Linked DNA regions of Zea mays: regions 2 and 3 are each linked to region 1. The links are chromatin contacts, called in public Hi-C maps. All regions are on one chromosome and are shown on one strand. The core of a region is the stretch at or near the end of the contact, and the rest is flanking DNA. Distances in the headings are between cores, read along the strand shown.

Evidence for each region. Hi-C and Micro-C count contacts between places; a contact is called where the count stands out from the background.
Region 2: a contact with region 1 is called in a Hi-C map of ear, with 1.7 times the contacts expected there. The contact joins the enhancer-like site here to the promoter of LOC103644157 in region 1. A contact is called at or near these places in 2 of 25 Hi-C or Micro-C datasets (both in ear).
Region 3: a Hi-C map of leaf shows a contact between it and region 1, with 4 times the contacts expected there. The contact joins the promoter of LOC100193357 here to the promoter of LOC103644157 in region 1. A contact is called at or near these places in 9 of 25 Hi-C or Micro-C datasets (bundle sheath, ear, endosperm and 3 more) and 1 of 3 datasets of contacts at active chromatin or transcription factors (seedling).

Annotation. Positions count from the first base shown.
Region 1 is chr1:293,327,577-293,331,616 of Zm-B73-REFERENCE-NAM-5.0, reverse strand. It overlaps LOC103644157 (indole-3-acetaldehyde oxidase-like), which reads left to right and starts at 2,282. Exons shown (of 10, transcript XM_008667350.2): 1 at 2,282-2,922. The coding sequence starts at 2,784.
Region 2 is chr1:293,176,772-293,180,811 of Zm-B73-REFERENCE-NAM-5.0, reverse strand. No RefSeq gene overlaps it. Among protein-coding and RNA genes, the nearest start is that of LOC103644152, 8.6 kb to the right of the region's middle. Within about 2 kb of position 2,046, at least 12 of the 20 cell types and tissues checked have an H3K27ac peak or open chromatin away from gene starts, as enhancers often do. A contact at or near this core is called in ear, where this site is marked.
Region 3 is chr1:293,482,352-293,486,391 of Zm-B73-REFERENCE-NAM-5.0, reverse strand. It overlaps LOC100193357, which reads right to left and starts at 1,709. Exons shown (of 11, transcript NM_001138489.1): 1 at 1,458-1,709; 2 at 1,256-1,366; 3 at 1,116-1,148. The coding sequence starts at 1,541.

The DNA.
Region 1 (4,040 bases), core at 1,033-3,532:
TATAGCAAAAACTTCAAAAATTTTACCAAAGCTTGACATGTAGTTCTAGGTGCTATAGAAACACATCATAAAAAGTTTGGAAGCAGAAAGAAAAGAAAAAAAATTATTTTACCGAGTGCCAAAATAAGACACTAGGTAAAGTTCCTCTTTGCCTAGTGTTCCAGTCCGACACTAGGCAAAGAGACCTTCTTTGCCGAGTGTTGAAGGCAGATACTCGGCAAAGTTAACGGTTGGTGGATGGTGTTAGATGACGACGCTAGTTTATCAAGTGGTTTTCTTTGCCTAGTGTCTGGCACTAGGCAAATGTCCGGTTTGCCGAGTGTTTTATTTTGCCTAGTGTCTGGCACTAGGCAAACGTTCGATTTGCCTAGTGTTTTTCTTTGCCTAGTGGCGGACACTCGGCAAACGACTGATTTGCCTAGTGTCTTGATTTGCCGAGCGTAACACTCGGCAAAGAAGATCTTTGCCTAGTGTCCGTGAATTCACACTCGGCAAAATATTTAGCGCTATGCAAAGTTTGTCTCTCCCGTAGTGTTGGTACGCTGCACATGGAGCTAAGGTTGTCTCTCACTTTTGGAAGAAGAAAAAATCTCCGAAAATGTGACCAAAATTTAAGCCGGATCGGACGATGCACGACCGACGACGAGACTGCCGCTGGTCTGGCTCGCCCGGCCATATGTGCTGCCCAATTACCACACAGCCAGTCGCTAACTCGATATCATATGACGCCCCCGACAAAGCCAAACAACCGTGGGTCGTCTGAGTCCGACTGGCTGCGCCGGGCGGTGCGTTGTCTAATCAACACTGCATGCCGCCACCAATAGAAGGAGAAAGAAAGAAAGGAAAAACGCCCAACGATGTCGACTGGGACTATTATTCTTGCCGCGACCTGCGAAAGGCGAAAGCTAAAGGCAAAGGGATGTGTGGAAAGACGTACGAGCCCATCTCAGAATCAGAATCCGATCGATCGCGGCGCCCACTCCCACGCACTGCGTGGCGGCTAACTAGCTAGCTATCGCCTGTTGGCATCCGTGTACTTGTGCACACCACACAGGCGCTCGTTTCGTTTTCCCCCTATCCGGCCGGCACCACGAGAAAACGACGCCGCGCCGGCCGCGCGATTGGTCGGGGGCCATCTCGCCCGCGTGCCGGGGGGTCGGATCGGGTGGAGACGTGGACGTGGAGTGGACATGCATGGGATGTCGTCGTCCGCCGCTCATCAGCACGGCCGCGCGCTTCGGTGTGTATATATACAGTGCGGATAGATAGATATGGGCGGCATCGTCTAGTCTGGTCTGGTCGTCGGGTGGCTACCTGCGCGGCACATCGCACACACGACACGACGACACGGGCGGGAGTTTCCGCGGCCACGTACGTACGTGTGATCGTCTTCTTCGTGGCGGGCGGACTGCTGGCGCGGGTGGTTCGTTTCGGACGCCACCGCTCGCCGCGCACCAGGCCAGGCCAGCTCGTACTCCGGTCACGCGCGCGCGTTCCAGAGCTAGCTACTAGCATGCCCGCCTTCCTTTTTGACGGCCCGCCAAGACGCCGGAGATGACCTGACGGCAGGGGGGGCACAGGGGGCAATGTCCTCCTAATGTTCCCCTAATTCTATAGGAGATCTTAGTTTTTTATACTAATTCTCATATAAATAGTGTAAAAATGCTTATAACAGTCCCCTCTAATCTAATTTTGCTTCCCTAATTTTGGATCCGGGCTTCGCCCCTACCTGACGACGTACTGTACGTGCAATTCATAGCCCCGACAGCCGCCTGTCACGTTCGGAATCGCTACTTCTCGATCGGCGCTCATGTCAGCGTCGTCGTCGTAGCGTCTTTAGTAATACTCTTTGTTAAATTTATGCGTGGGTGCGCGCGGGCAAGATGCGTATATAGTGCCTGTTGCTATCGAGTTAACTATAGTGGCCGGAGTGAAACTTTGCCTTAACGACGATCGACATCATCTTCATGTGGACTATGTTATTGTTATTATTATTATTATGTCTTTATTTGTCATCTTCCGTTTGTTACTATGCAACCAAATGTGCTCACACTGTGCCCTAGCTAGCTCCTCCCGCGCCTCCTTGCACCCACGAACAAGGAGACGGATATCGAATCTTTTGACTTGGCGCGAGCAACTAGGCGGCCGGCCGGCTCGATCGGTGCCATGCATGCATGCATATGCACATGCCTGCCAGTACGCCACGCGGATAAGCTAGTCATGTTGTAGCCGGCATGCCGAAACTGTAGTTAGCAGGCACAAGTACCAACCGTTCGGTGGCAGTGCGGGTGTGCGGGTGCGGCCGTGCGGGTGCGGCACAGTGGACCAGAGGTTCTGTGCATGCATGCATGACCGATGGATACGGTATCCATGATCCATCCATCCATCCATCGCGCTGATACTGTCATAGGCCTAGCTGCACAGTGCTTGTGCACCGTGCACGTGGCCAGCGACGACTTTTTATAGAAACCCTTCGCGATTCGTGCCCATCGCTTTCCACCTCCGGCCGTCGTCAGCGCGTGCATCATCATCGGTTCAGTTCAGTGTTCACCACGCACCCCCGGCCCCAGCGGCTGCAAGACCCGCCGCTCCGTGTATATAATAGAATAGGCGCGCGGGCAGGCGTGTGGCGCGGCTGTGTCGTCTGTGAGTGCATGCGAGGCCTCCGGTTCCGGCTCTCTCTCTCGGTGCAGTTCGTCCGGGAGGGGGAGAGCGAGGTGGAGTGGTGCTAAGCCAAGCCAACTAGATCGAGTCGTCAAGAAGGTTGGAGAGGAGAGATCGAGATGGGGAAGCAGGCGGCGGTGGTGCTGGCCGTGAACGGCAAGCGGTACGAGGCCGCCGGCGTGGACCCGTCGACGACGCTGCTGGAGTACCTGCGCACCCAGACGCCCGTCAGGGGCCCCAAGCTCGGCTGCGGCGAAGGTACGTGCCCGCCGTACGTCACCATGGAATGGATATAGATAGATGCGCATGCACTCTTGTAGTCTTGTATATATACCTCTTGCCTTCGTCTCCTCAGCTAGTGGATTCGCGGCTGAGCTTGTATATATAGCTTGGTTGTTCCTGAACGTCAGGAAGGAGAGAAGACCGCCAAGCACACAGATGCCTGTCTTTGTAGTAGATGGGGAATATAATAGGACAATAGGCGGGGAGGGAATTCGCGTACACCGTACACGTACGTACGTACATGTAGGCTTCACCGTATATATGTTCACCGCACCAGATTTTAACCTTGCTGGTTCTTCTTCGTCGGCCCCTTTGCGTTCCCGCTCCTGGCCTGCCTGCCTTCCGTTTTCTCGTTTCCTCTCCTCCCCGATTTTCTTGGGAGGTCAGCCGTCTGTTTCACTAAGTCACTGACGCGCCAAGAAGTTGAAAGGCACAGGTGACAGGACATCCCATCCCGTCCCACTATCCCAGTACAGATTCATAAAAGCCCAGGTGTCCCAGGTACCCTCTCTCTGGTAGGAGAAAATTCAGACACGATATATTATACCAATTAACAAAGCAACAACAGCGAGATCACAGTTTTCGCCAGAAAAGACAGCTCCCAGTCCCAGGCTAGGCATCTAGCCTGCTTTCATGTCAAAACACCCAGGAACAGAAGAAGAGACTAAATAAACATACATGCACAGCAGGCTCCAGATTTAAGACCGCTCTGTTCTCGGTTTCGGCAGGCAACTGCTAATCCAATTCCTGCTCTTCAGGTCTTCTTCGTCATATATCATCAGAACACCAGAAAAAAGCAGGGGAAAAATAAAACCTTTTCCCCCTTCCATTTCTGTAGATCAAGTACGCAAGATCTCCAAAATGTCAGGATCAATTATTGCGGCGTTTCATCACAAATCGGCGGCACCTTTAGTCCTTTACACACTGCGTATTAGGTGGTCAGGTCCCAGATCTGTAACTACACATCAGGAACAGTAGCTGCAGGGCGTGCGCTTTTACACAGCGCAGTTTATGCCAACTTTAAGCAACTTGCATTTTCTCTCTCTCTCTCTCTCTCTCTCTCTCTCTCTCTCTCTCTCTCTCTCTCTCTCTCT
Region 2 (4,040 bases), core at 797-3,296, 150 kb after region 1:
CACATGTATGATTGTTGTTACTACTGTTTTTCTTTACTCTAAATTACATGCGCTACAATTTACATAAATTGAAGAGAGACGAGAGGGTCTTTAAACTCATTATTTTTAAATTTTGTAGTCCTGGAACCATTACACAAAGACCCTTTATAATAAGAATTAATTTCTCCAACTGCATAGCCCACTTTAATTTTAGATAATGTAACATGTTATAAGCTGAGAGTCCAAATTTAGCTGATTTTATTTGTCACAGTTTTCTCTATAAACTTAGGGCTAGTTTATAAACACTATTTTACATTTTTTAAAGAATTTCTATTTTTCTATAAAAAATAAACTATTTCTTAATCTCCTAGAAAAATACGGTTCCTAGACTAACCCTCACATGATTTTCTTTTGCTAAACGGAACCTTCTTCATCGTCCTTTCTTCTACAAGAAAAACTACTGTTAGACTGGTGGCAACGCGGGCGGTAGCGCGGGCGAGAGAGAGCCGCTACCGCCCGCGCGTGGGCGAGAGGCGGGCGAGAGAGGGTCGCCGGGCGACGGCGCTCGCGCCCGCGCTGGAGCGCCCGCCCGGGCGAGAGGCGGGCGAGAGGGAGGCGAGAGCGAGGCGAGGCACTGGCGGGGCGAGAGCGACGTGGCGCGATCTGACTGGTCCACGTGTCGCGATCTGATTGGTCCACGTGTGCTAGCCGTTACAACTAGCCGTTTTTGACCGTTTGGAGTCCAAAAAATTCGAAAAAATTGCAAAAAATCACAAATTTCATCCCCAATCCCTCTATATATATCCCTACCCGGGTGGAGCTCATTCCACACACCATTTCATCTCATTTCTCTCTTCCAAACTCGCCTTTTCTACTCATCTTCACGTCATGTCTTCCTCGAGCACAAACTCAAGTGAAGGAGCTGAAGGGGTAATGTGCAATACATTGCAAGCAGCCATGGAGGAGGCTATGCTCAACCTCAATGAAGAGTCGTCGAGCCGGCCCAAGCGTTGTAATTTTATTTTAATTATTACGCAATTTGTAATTTTTAATTCAATAAAAAATATTATGTTGTGTGTTTTCTGAGCGTTGAAATAAATCCGCGTGAATTACTTAATTCTGAAATAGAAAAGCTGATGTGGCTATAGCCTGAAGCTGTAGCCTGCTGCAGCCTGTGCACTGGAGCAGCAGAGGCGAGAGTGGAGGCGAGAGCTGACGTGGCAGGGGCGAGAGGGAGGCTGTGCACTGGACTCAGCCTTAGTTATAGATGTCCAAACAGTGCGGGCCGCCCGTTTGGCCCGTGGCACGACACGAATTTAGCCCGGTCCAAACACGACCCGGCACGGTCGGTTACGGGCCCGGGCCGGCACGGCCCGTTTAGCGGGCCGAGTATGGGCAGATACGGCGGCCCGCGTGCTTTGGCCCGGCCCGGCCCGATAAATGGGTCGGCCCGACGGCGGCCCACATATTTATGTAAATACTAAATATGTAAATACATTTAATTCTCTCATAATATGTAAATACTAAATACGCGGCCAAACATATATAAAATGCATACATAAATATAAAATGGATACGTAAATATTTTGCATATTATATATGATTAATTCTGTTAAATATATGTATTTATATACCGCTTTACTGTTGGTTCGGGCGAGTGCCCGGCCCGGTCCGTTGAGGCCCACCGGGCCAACGGGCCGACCCGGCACGATTTTTCCCTGTGCGTGTCGGGTTTGGGCATGTCCCTAGGCACGTGGGCCAGCCCGACCCGGCCCGAAGCATCAACAGGCCACGCCTGGCCCGGCCCTATTCGTACCGGGCCGAAACGGGTTCGGGCCGGGTCCGTGCCGGGTGGCCCGTTTGGACATCTATAGCCTTAGTGCGCTGGATGGATAGACAAGTCCTTTCTTCTCAGCGTCATTATTTCGCTCTTGCTGTCGCAGGCACAAATACTACAATACCGGGCGGCGGCGGCGGCGTCAGCGCGTGCATCACCAGCGGTGCATCCAGGAAACTCCCACTCCCGTGCTACATATACAAGTAAGGCATACAGTGCCACGTCCCACGATAGCAGTCAGCAGAGGCAGAGCACAGCAGCTCCGTCGTGCACTACTGCACTAGGACTGGCGGGTGGGGGGTGGCCGCGCGCGGAGATGGGGAAGGCGCCGGCCGCGGTGGTGGTGGCCGTGAACGGGCAGCGTTACGAGGCCACCGGTGTGGATCCGTCGACGACGCTGCTGGAGTTCCTGCGCACCCAGACGCCCGTTAGGGGCCCCAAGCTCGGCTGCGGCGAAGGTACGAGCGGGCAAATGACGACCAGGTTGATATACATTTATGCCTTTGTTCGAGGAGTCGAGCAGAATGGAGCGGTTTTATTCTAGTTTTTTTATGTTTAGTTTCTAACAAAATAGGAGCGGAGCGGTGCCTGTAGTTTTCATATAGAAATTTACTAAAAATAGTTGAAGTGCTTCCGCTCCACCAAAATGGTCGGATACGAGCGCTCTTCTTACTCTTCTCTCCTCTACACTCATATGACTCTCCAACCAAACAAAGAACAGAGCGGCTCCGCTCTATTCTACTCTTCAACCAAACAAAAAATAGAGTGACTATGTTTTACTTGTCAAACAAAGAATAGAACGACTCCATTCTAAAAAAACTAGAACGGAACCGCTCCATTCTAATGGACTCTCCAACCAAACGCACCTTAAGTTAATGTTTGGTTTACAAAATGTAATGTAAATGACAATGGTAGTAATGATCACATTCGAGTGCTAACAATAATAAGTTTGAATAGACTGATATTCGTTTTTAGTGTGTTATCTGATTACGTTGAACTTAAAAAACATGATTTAACGTTATCTGTTATCCATCACGTTACAATTATGTGAATCAAACAACACCTAAGTATGACGCAAAGCTGCACCTTTTTCCTTGGCAGCATTAGGACTCAAGAGAGAAGGCCTCGCCATAATGCAATGACCTGGACCAAAAAAACTCGAGAGAGGGCCCACATTCAAAAGGGTTTTAGAGAAACTATTGGTAGCTATTGGAGTATTACCTATTTTTGATTTAATATTTTAAAGATATCCTATTTTTTATGTTTTGAAAATTATATTTTTTTGGACTTATTGGAGTTGTTTTAACCCTATAACTTGAGGGTGCAACATATTACCCTGATCCCTAAACACCTTCAGTAAACAAGGTTAACTTCTAGAGACAATGCCCGATCCTCGATTTCCCGCGGAGAATTCCTCTATTAGGGGAATGAGGAAGTTTCTCCTCTATGAGGATGTAAACGGAAAAATTCTTCTCCGACGAGTAAATGGAGATAGGTAAGCATTCTCTATCTCCGTTTCCCACGAGGACCCGTTAAACTTACACGTGACATGTTTTCGTGTGATACTTAATGATAAAAATAAATAATTATCTTGTAAAAGATCACTTATTGTACAAATGTGTTTATTTTGATGTGCATATAATGATTTTTTATATCTAGCAATATTTATAAATGACAATGTTTTACATTATTATTTATTAACAAAGAACATACATCTTAGTTATAATATAAGCGAGGTTGGGATCTCTGTCAGGGATTTACCTCTGTGGAAAACGGGGATGAGAAAGAAACGTCCCAGCAAACGTTTGTAAGAATCTCCTTGAGCAAATGTTTTCGTCGCGAGGACAGAGATGAAAGCTATTGTCCAACGGAGAATTTCCGGTTGCCATACTTACTAGTTCCGTCTACCGGCCATGTAGATCGGTGTAACCTAAATCATCATCAGCATGCTCCGTTTTGTCCCCTTCTTGAAGCAACCGAACAAAGGCAGGCGCTGCCTCGTTCGTTTCAATCAAGTCTCCATCGGTTTCAAGTACAGCTCCTTTGTCCAGTTTCCTTGCTCCTTCTCGTCATTTTGGCGCGCCACCATCTCACGGAAATGTCAACAACCCAACGAAAGCAGTAAACCGTACATAGGAAATGAAAGCCAGAGGAGATATTTCAATGGAAAAATGGCAAAAGTGCAACTTTTTTCCCCCCATCAAGCGTATTAGATGCCTTTTTC
Region 3 (4,040 bases), core at 460-2,959, 160 kb before region 1:
GCTCAATGAAGAGTCGTCGAGACAGCCCAAGCGCCATCGACGCTACATCAAACGTGATAGTGACTCTACCCATGATCGGCTTCATCAGGACTACTTCGCCGATGACTGTGTGTATCCTCTGAATTACTTTCGACGCAGGTATCGCATGAGGCAACAACTTTTTTTGAGTATTATGCATGAATTAGGTGAATACTCTCCACATTTTTCACCCAAAGAGAAGATGCTCTGGGTCGGCTCAGTCTTTGGCATGCTTTTTTTAGAGTGGCCGGGTCCAACAATGTCCTTCGAGGTCAAGCACCCGTAGTGAACTTCATGGTTAATGGATACAGATACAATAGGGGATACTATCTTGATATCTTGACAACGATATCTACCCTTCCTAGTCGGTGATTTGTAAGCGTTGAAACAAATCTGCATGATTACTTAATTCTGAAATAGAAAAGTTGATGTGGTTGTGGGTTGTGTTGGAACCGGACCACCAACACATTGCGCGCCCGCCGGGTCGCCTACACACACATAGTGCACCCGCACACACACCCAAGCCGTCGGGCCCCAACACATGTGCCCAAACGCACAATATCGGGTTTTAGGTCCGTTGGGCCAACACTTCCCCCAAAAAGCTAGCTCATTAGGGGTTGCACCCTCAACCATATATAACGTGTTTGCCCATCCACAACTCTCAATGTGGGACTATTCTCAACAATCTCCCACTCACACATTGTGAGCCAATATTTGTCTGAGAATGCACTAGGTCCAACACATTTTAGGTTTGTTGGCCAACGCCCCCCACCCCCCCCCCCCCCCACCTCCCCCAAAAAAAAGTAGCACATTAGTGAGTTGCACCATCGACCATATAAAACATGTTTGCTCACTCACAACTCACAATGTGAGACTATTCTCAACGGAATGAGGCTATAGACTGCTGCAGCCTGTGCACCGAAGCGACAGGGGTAAGAGTGGAATCGAGAACTGACATGGCAGGGACGAGAGAGTGATGGTGTGCTGGCACCAACCCTAATGCACACGGTATTTCTTTAAGTATTCAACACACCATCTGAAATTTGCTAGTGTCACTAATTAGAAAGAGGATGGGGCTATCAAATAATTGGACTTACATCGATTTTCCATGTCTTGTTCTCCAGCTTAACCTGAGACACAAAAAAATTTAAAAAAAAATAACAGGAAAAGGGAAGTGTTAACATCAAAGCACGGCCTCAACATGGAAAAAGCCGGACAATCATTAAAAAATATGCACCTTCTCCGCGCCAGCGCCGAACATCTGCTTGATGAGCGCGAGGATTAGGGTTTTCTTCCCGGACCCCGACGGCCCATAGAACAACAGGTGCGGGCAATCCTGCTCCGACACCTGACCAAACAAAACCACTTGTGATTATAGCGGCACATTAAAATAGGGGAAACCCTAGATTATCGAATACGCGCAGATTGCGGGCACTTACAAACTTCCTGAGGTTCTGAGCAACCTGGTCGTGCACGGTGACCTTGTCTAGGGTTTTCGGCCGGTACTTATCTACCCACAACATCCTCGCCGCTAGCTCGTCTTCCCCGCCTCGACTCGCCGCTAGAGAAGATAGAGCAATGGGATTTGAGGACAGGATCGGGACTTCGGGAGGGGAATGGAGAGGTGTGTGGCGGGAACTTGGGACTGATAGGTGCGTACTCCGCCGCTCCGAGACGGGAGACGAGGGTTTTTCCGGCTTCCGGCTATCTTTTCTGACAGGTGTGGTCCATATGTCAGTAACTCTGATGCCGGGCATGTACCAGCGAAGTGAGGTGGGCCGTGGGCCTGGTTTCGTCCGATGCTCGAGGAGAACTCCGCAAAGAAAGCCCAGTCTTGACCTGTTTGTTATTAGCATTTGGACATGCACTGATTTGTAATGTTATTTCCATATAACAACACGATAAGGGCAGCTCCAAGTAAATATCAGCAAAATAATAAGAGCCTGTTTGGGATTATAATCTATCGAACTGGGTAGATTATAATTCCAAAACAAATAGGCTCTAAATATATTGTTAACAAGAAAGTAACTCTTTTACTCGTGAGCTAGCGAGTACTGGCTGCAATGGTAGCGCACGGAGCGCTCACTCGTGTCGTTTCTCTCGGCCACTGGGAGAATGAATATATAGGTTCACCTTACGTCTTTCTTTGAAACGCTGGAAGTTTTCTTGTTTTCTATGTTTTAAAAATAATTTTTTTGTGAAATTCATGTGAAATTCCTGAGTTTCAAATAGGCCTCAGTTGTCCGGCAACAACTCTCATCTAACGTTCTCAACACCTAATGCTATGTTTGTTTACCCTTTAGATTATATAGTCCATCTTAAATAAATTTAGAGACAGACAAATAGTATAGATTATTAGAGTGGATTACACTTTAGATTATATATTATATAGTCCATCTTAAATAAATTCAGACAAAGACAAATAGTATAAATTATTATAGTGGATTATATAATCTAGCTACATAGATTATGATAATCCATAAACATATCATCATATGCTTATTTTAGATTATTGTTTAGTTTTTTACCCGCTAATAATTTATGTAAAGAAACATCTTTAATATGATTATATGAACTGGATTATATAATCTATAAAAAATTAGCTGAATTATATAGTTATGCAAGGAAACAAACAAGCATTAAGGTTCTCGATGATTTAGTACACCATGTGTCGATTATATGGGCACCATTTTAGTTGCCAATAATAGTTCACCTGAAATTGTTTAACATTGATTTTAGTCGGGGTGTGAAGATTTGCTAGCTGATAAAGTCTTGATTAACTCCTGTCTGTCTACCCTCTAGATTATATAATTCAGTTTAAATAAGTTAAGAGACAAACAAACAACACATATTATTGAAGTGGATTATATAGTCTAGGTATATAGATCATGATAGTCCATAAGTTGGTCATTAGATGCCTATTTTATATTACTATTTGGCTTTTTACCACTAATTTTTTATGAAAACAAACATCTATAATAAAAATTAGGTAAACTGAATTATATGATATGGATTGTACAATCTGTACAAAATAAGTTAGATTATATAATCCTCCAAGGAAACAAACATGCTCTAAGTATTCCATTGGAAACAATGACAAACATGAAGAAATTAAATGTTGCTAGTTAAAACATAAGCAATAAATAAATTATCTCATGTGATAACCACATTTTGACTAAATGTTGTTATCCCTACCATAAAAAGTGATGCAACTAGTTTTTAAATATATTCACTAGCCTAGCAACTAAAGAAAAAAAACAATACAAAACGTAATTTTGAAAGTTTAAGTGAAATAGATATACAAGCTCCTATCGATGACTTCGATATTTTTATAATTTTATCGAGGTATCGTGAACACACAAGCTTTCGTCTAATCCTTGTTGAAGCCTCACGTAAGGGAAGCCCACTTAAGGGTGAAGCTCTCGATCGAGTAAAACTTGTATAGCCTAGCTTGTTACTTTCCCACACATAAGTGGATTTTTAGTGTGACCTCTTTCGAATGTTGTCGCATGAACAAATAAGGGGAAATGATGATTCGTGATAAGGGTAGTATTTTTGTAACAGCTGGATACCATGATTTATAAGGAATCCACATGTAAAAACAGAGATAGTTCTCCTTTATCGTAGAGAGGGTTGTTTTAAACCGATCTTCGTTCTTATATATAGTTGACGACGATATAAGTTTCTTGTAATCTATGAATCAATCGTACCTCTTTAGACTATAAATGAGGGGGTATAGTGCCCACCTAGGGCAAATCATTATATCATAACCAGTAGCCACCAACATACAAACGTTGGATATTACCTCATGTCGCGAGCCCAAAGCTGTCTAAATTCATGTGTCATTTATTTGCTTACTTTCAGTTCTCGATCTCGAGATCCATCCTGTACAAATCCATGTCACTGATATACTGGTAGATAGAAAGACCATTATCTACCAAATGAGACACGGCCATCTTTATTGGCTCTATAATTTATGATCACCGACATATCCACCATCATATTAGTATAAGGATAGATGA